Regions from separate parts of the Ovis canadensis genome. Here region 2 is linked to region 1. The links are chromatin contacts, called in public Hi-C maps. All regions are on one chromosome and are shown on one strand. The core of a region is the stretch at or near the end of the contact, and the rest is flanking DNA. Distances in the headings are between cores, read along the strand shown. Region 1 has its middle 16 kb from the start of CRYBB2. Region 2 overlaps GRK3 (G protein-coupled receptor kinase 3).

What was found. Hi-C and Micro-C count contacts between places; a contact is called where the count stands out from the background.
Region 2: a contact with region 1 is called in a Hi-C map of fibroblasts, with 5 times the contacts expected there. The contact joins two enhancer-like sites. A contact is called at or near these places in 2 of 2 Hi-C or Micro-C datasets (fibroblasts and lung).

What each region holds. Positions count from the first base shown.
Region 1 is chr17:75,848,941-75,851,832 of ARS-UI_OviCan_v2, forward strand. No RefSeq gene overlaps it. Among named protein-coding and RNA genes, the nearest start is that of CRYBB2, 16 kb to the left of the region's middle. Within about 2 kb of position 1,526, the one cell type or tissue checked has open chromatin away from gene starts, as enhancers often do. A contact at or near this core is called in fibroblasts, where this site is marked.
Region 2 is chr17:76,014,791-76,017,682 of ARS-UI_OviCan_v2, forward strand. All of the region lies in intron 13 of GRK3 (G protein-coupled receptor kinase 3), which reads left to right. Among named protein-coding and RNA genes, the nearest start is that of MYO18B, 39 kb to the right of the region's middle. Within about 2 kb of position 1,466, the one cell type or tissue checked has open chromatin away from gene starts, as enhancers often do. A contact at or near this core is called in fibroblasts, where this site is marked.

The DNA of each region.
Region 1 (2,892 bases), core at 276-2,775:
TGCCCGGTCAGGGGAGCTCAGAGCCTTCCTACTGGGAAAAATAGGGAAAAAGTAGTGTCTCCCTAACAGGGTAATACCAAGAATGGTGAGATAACCCAGGTGTCCTGTATATAAATGTTAAACGCTGGTTGGTCTTCTGTAGTACGAATACCCGCTCCCAGAGAGCAGCTGCTTTTTCCTTTGGCTGTGCTGTCTTTTGATGTAGTTTTAAATTTTGATGTGATTTAACATCACTCTGTGCCTTTATCGTTTGTATCTGCCATGTCTGCTGTGTCTTCTTTAAGAAATTCTTGCCCCATTTGTCATGAATATATTCTCCAAACTTTTTCCCTACAGGTTTTAAAGTTTTCCCATTTAAGCTCTCAGTTGTCCTGGAGTTGATTTTTGTGTATATTATGTGGCAGGGACCTAATTTTTCACTTTTGATTTCTTTTTCCCCCACTTTGGATCACTGTTATCCTGGAGTAATTTATTGAGAAGTCCATTTCCCCCTCACTGTGGTGCAAAGTTGCCTCTTTGTCCCATAGTAAATGGTCACATATACTGGGGGTCTATTTATGGGCTCTTTTTCTCCTGTTCCTATTCTATTTGTGTGTCTCTGTATTCTTGCCATATTATGTTAATAACCATTGCTATGTAATAAATCTTGCAGTGTGCATGTGCATATGTGTGCATGCGTGCTCAGTCCTAGCCTACCCTTTGCCCTAAACCATCCTTCTTCAAGGACATGTTAGATAAGCTTGCCCCTTAATATCTCCATATAAAATCATTTCCTCAAATCTAGAAAAATGGGAAACCCTATTGAATGAGCTAAAGAGATTAATTATCATGAAAGTGGGAACTAATAAATGTTGCCAGCTTCGATTTGTTCATTCATTCTTCAGCCGGCAGTCACTGAGTACCTGTTCCCGGAATGGGCAAAGTAGGGGCTACAAAGGAAGGCAGACACAGCCCCAGCCGGCAGGCAGATTCCTCTCCGGGGGGGTGGAAGTAGCTGTTGTTGGTGGTGATTATGAGTTGAATTGTTTTCCCCCTCAAAGTTCATATGTTGAAGCCCTAACCCCGATACCTCAGAATGCGACTTTATTCGGAAATAGAGTCTTAGCCACTGGGCCATCCCTATCTCTCCCTCTCTTCTCCCTGGGGACCTGTATTTATTTCTGCTGGTGCCTCTGCTTCTCCATCTTTCTGTCTGTTAGCCCTGCGTCTTTTTTTTTTTTTTCTCTTTATCTCTATCTCCCCATTCAATCCCTGTCTTTCCCCTTCCCCCTCCTCCCCCTCCTCGTCCGTCTGTCACAGGGGGGATGTGCTCTGTCCCCCAACCTCCCCTCCTTCCGCCTGGACCTCTCCCTTTATCCTCTGGTCTCCACAGAGTCCGCGCGGCTTCTCCTTTCCGGCCTCCAGGAGCCACTTCCCGTTTCAGCCACCAGGTCGCAGCAGAGCATCATCCTCAGGGCTCCCCCCCAAACCCGTCCCCCGAGCTCTGATTGGAAGTACATCCCGTCAGTCACAGCATGCAGAGCAGCTACAGGTTGTTATAGGTCAGGTGACTAGCTCTGACCTATAGCAACCCGTGGGTGGTTCCTATTTTACAGAGGAGCAACAGCGTAGCAGAGGAGGGAATGACTTGCCCAAGGCCACTGTTAAAAGCAAGAGAAAGTGAAAAAGCTGGTGTCGGAACCCAGGACTCTGGCTGCCCTTGAACCTCCATGCTCCGAGCCCCTCACCAGCCATTGTGAGGGGCCCTTTTACGGCTGCCCGTGGTCACTGTCCAGCCCTGCAGCCATTCCTGTCTGTCTCTGGGGTTGGGCCGGTGGGAGGTCAGGGGGTGCCTATGGAAGCTTCCAGTCCTGGAGATGCTAAGGGGTGGAGCGCCCTGACCCCGGCTTTAAAAATAAGGAGCCTAAAATAGCCCTTCCCACGCCTCCTCACTGGGGCCTTTGATGCCGGCTGACGGGGCTGGGCTGCCGTTTCATGCGGCTCCTCTGGACAGACCGTGCCGGGAACCTGGGCTGGAGGGCAGGCCCATCTCAGAGCCACAGCAATGTCCTCCTAAAAGCAAACGTTTGGTCCCGTCGAGAAGGGGGGCGTTGATGGGCTTCGGACCTGGGCATCAGGAAGCTTTGGCAGAGCTGCCCTGAGGAGATGCTGGAAACGAAACAGGTCTGTGATGTCCCAGGGTTGGTTTCCTGAATTTCCATCACCCTTTGACCTCTTGAATTTCTGTTAAATGCACCCACTACTCACTAGTTCCCTGACCCAAGCGCATCGTCTCCTGTTCACACAATCCCAACAGCCTCCTCACAGGTCCCTCTGCGTTCCTTTTGCCTGGTCAGCCCCATCTCCACACAGCAGTCAGAGGGAATCCACTCAAAAAATGCAGACCCAATCGTGACACTCTCCTGCTTAAACCTGCCGTGGCCCCCTGTCGCCCTTCGGATAAAGACCCTAATCACGACAAAACCTTTGAGAGCTAGTCTGTTTTTGTTTTAATTTAAACAATTACTTATTTTTTTTTGGCTGCGCTGTGTTTTGGCTCTGCGTGGGCTCTCTGTCCTTGTGGTGAGCGGGGATTACTGTTTGTTATGGTGTGTGGGCTTCTTACTTCGGTGGCTTCTCTTGTTGAGGAGTCCAGGCTCCTGAGCGTGGGTTTCAGTAGCTGTGGCTCACACGCTTAATTTCTCCATGTCCTGTGGGATCTTCCCAGACCAGGGATTGAACCCATGTCCCCGGCTTTGGCAGGCAGATTCTTAGTCGCTCTGCTGCTGGGGAAGTCCCTCATCTGTCTTCCGAAGGCCTGAGCACAATGTGGCTTTACCTTTGATTCCTTACTTCATTTCCGTTCCATCCTAGACTGAAGTCTCCCCTGAGAGCAGGGAGGAGGCCGGAGTT
Region 2 (2,892 bases), core at 216-2,715, 170 kb after region 1:
GATCCAAGGATGGGTCCAGTCGTTAATTCTAGGCCAACAGTGTATTTGTGGCTGAAAAAGTGAATTCCATCTCCTTGGTCATGGTTCAGGTCTGCAGGACTGAGTTGGAAGGTGCTACTTCCTCTGTGACGTCCTTGATCAGGCTTGGTTAAAGCATCACAGTTGATGTGACCCCTGTGGAGGGGAGTCTAGGCCAACAGGAAGACATCCAGAGGATGGTAGTGGGGATGGGATGGATGGATAACAAGAGATGAGAATGGTGGCGGCTAGACATGGCGTCTCACATGGACAGGTTCAGAGAGCTGGGCACCCTGCTTCCGGCAGCCACACCGTAAGCTGCAGCAGCGTCAATCCTCGTGGAATAAACCAGACTCCATGCCAGACCCTCCCCAGCACTCATCCTCAACCCCAGGAGCTCCTGGCAACACTTGGGGACATTTTTGGTGGTGCCAACTAGGGGAGGGGCTCCTTCTGGTATCTGGCAGGTCGAGGCCAGGGGTGCTGCAGAGGACACCCCCACTGCCCCCACGAAAGGTCACCCAGCCGAGGAGGAGGAACTCCGCTGCAGACCCAGTCTCTTCCCGTCCCTCCCGTGTCTGTGCAGTGATGGTGACCAGGGGTCACCAAGGGTCTTTTTGCTTCTGTTTTCTGTGATCAGATAATTCCCGCACTGACCAGTGTGCCCCATCACCTTGGCTGAAACATTTCTCTGCACCTCTCATTCTGTCGTGACGCCCTCGAAGGATTCCTCAGGGTGCAAGAGACAGGAACCTGGATGTGAGGATGCTGTCGAGGCTGGAGGATGTGTTTGCGTCCCTGGACCATCTGTTGGGTGGGGTCACTGCTTCCACTTCAGCTGACTGTCAGATATGAGCGAGCATCTGTGTACAAAGATGTTGCAAATGTGCAGAAATGTGGTCACGACCCTCGAGCTAGAGTCAGATATCTGTTAAGAGAAAGAATTGGTGTGACCATAGCCTTGATCTTAAACTTGTCCCCATTGATTGTCAGACATGAGGAGAGAGCCCTGGGGGTGGTCTGGGGAAAGCAGAGCTCTGTCTGAGGTTACTGAGTTTGTTCCTCTCGGGAAAAAAGGAATGTTTATAAATATTTTGGCAGCTGTTGGCTTAGGTTCAAAACTCACATTTGATGTTGCATGCTGTCTTTTTGGTATTCTAGAATTAATTTTTGATGTAAGACTTCTTAATCACTTGTGTTTATAAACAGATTGTCTCTGAGCTCTGGTTTCACTGTGAATATGATATGTGTGTGTGTCTCTGTATGTTTCCCCATTGTTTGTCATGCCTTGAACGATTTCCCAACTCACCTGGGGGCAATTCGCAGTTCTCACACTCTCTCTCGTAATTCCAAAGCCACATCCGACCACTGCACATGTGAGTCCTGTTTCCACAGTGTCCTTCGACACAGCCTGAATGTTGCATGAGGGCTTGGCTGGTGTCGCAAACTGTTGACAGACCCGTTACCGTCTCCTATTTAAAGTGGCTGCGTCCGGGAGCAGCTGTGATCACACAGGATCTGTGGGCCCCACGTGCCTCCTTCAGAATGGAGATCATTACTATCGGAGGTTCTTTAACATTTTCCAAAATAGAAATGGAATCTTGGGTTTTGTTCACAAAGAATAATCAAGAAGCCATTGGAAACAGATGCGCATCAGGACTTCAAAGACCAAGCTCTCTCCACACGACACCCCAGAGCCCGAGAGCCGACAAGCATTTCCGATCGTCTCTTATTGAGTCAGACGCAGAGAGCTATATTTATCAAACGGAGTTTGTAGCAACTGTGCGCATGTGCTGGGAATGTTTTTGGCACCACTAACTTTAACTCCAGTCCCCTCGCAAAGCCCTCCCTCGGGTCTCATGGAAGAGTTTTTAAATTTAGCACAGAGCATCCCTGTCAGAACATAGCCGTCCTTCTCTGCAAGTGTGGAGCACAGCCCTCTGCTTCCTGCATCGCACAAAGGTCAAGAGCAGGAGGGGGTCCCCTGGCTTTTCACACAGGAGCCAGAGCAGGAGGATTTGCCAAAACGGGGGAGACTTTCCCACATCCTCTTTTACATGTGAAGGAACTCCCCGGCGAGTGGCAACAGTCGTGTCATGCAGACGACTGAGGTCTTAGTAAGCGCTGCTAAGCCTATATTCCTTTTCTCTTGAACCATGAGCATGTTCATATCTCTGTGTGTTTTGCATACAAGAGTGATACAAGCCAGAGCTTACCTGATGGTCCAGGGGTTAAGAATTTGCCTGCAAGGGGCACACATTCATCCCTGGTCAAGGAACTAAGATCCCACATGCACCGCAGCAACTAAGCCCACGCATCTAGAGCCCGCGCTCCACATCAAGAGAAGCCACTGCAACGAGAAGCCCACGCACCACAGTGAAGAGAGCGGCCCCCGCTCATCACAACTGGAGAGTGGCCCCTGCTCACCGCAGCTGGAGAAAGTCCACCCAGCAGCAGAGACCCAGCACTGCCAGAAATAACCCTGAAAAAGAAGGTGATACCAGCCAAGTTTCAAAACTTACAATGTCTCATGAATAGCATATTATTTGTTATTCTATCCCATTTGCTTTTTAACTGCAGTAATTTTACATTTTTTTCTCCTTGGAAACATTTAGGGTGCAAAGAATATGTCCAATCAAAATCCGTTTGAAAGATTAGTGTATGTTTGCTTGGTACTGATTCACCTTGTTTAGATTTTTTGTTTTTCCCCAAATGAAAGCTTTCAAGAGATGGAAATTAATGTGTTTTTCATTGCATAAGAAAGAAAATAAGCATTGGAGTGCCCCCTCTCGTGCAAAGTGAGAACTGAAATATTTAAATAAATACTCTAAAGTGGAATCATCTCTGCAGGAGATGCTACGGTGCATAGTTTAC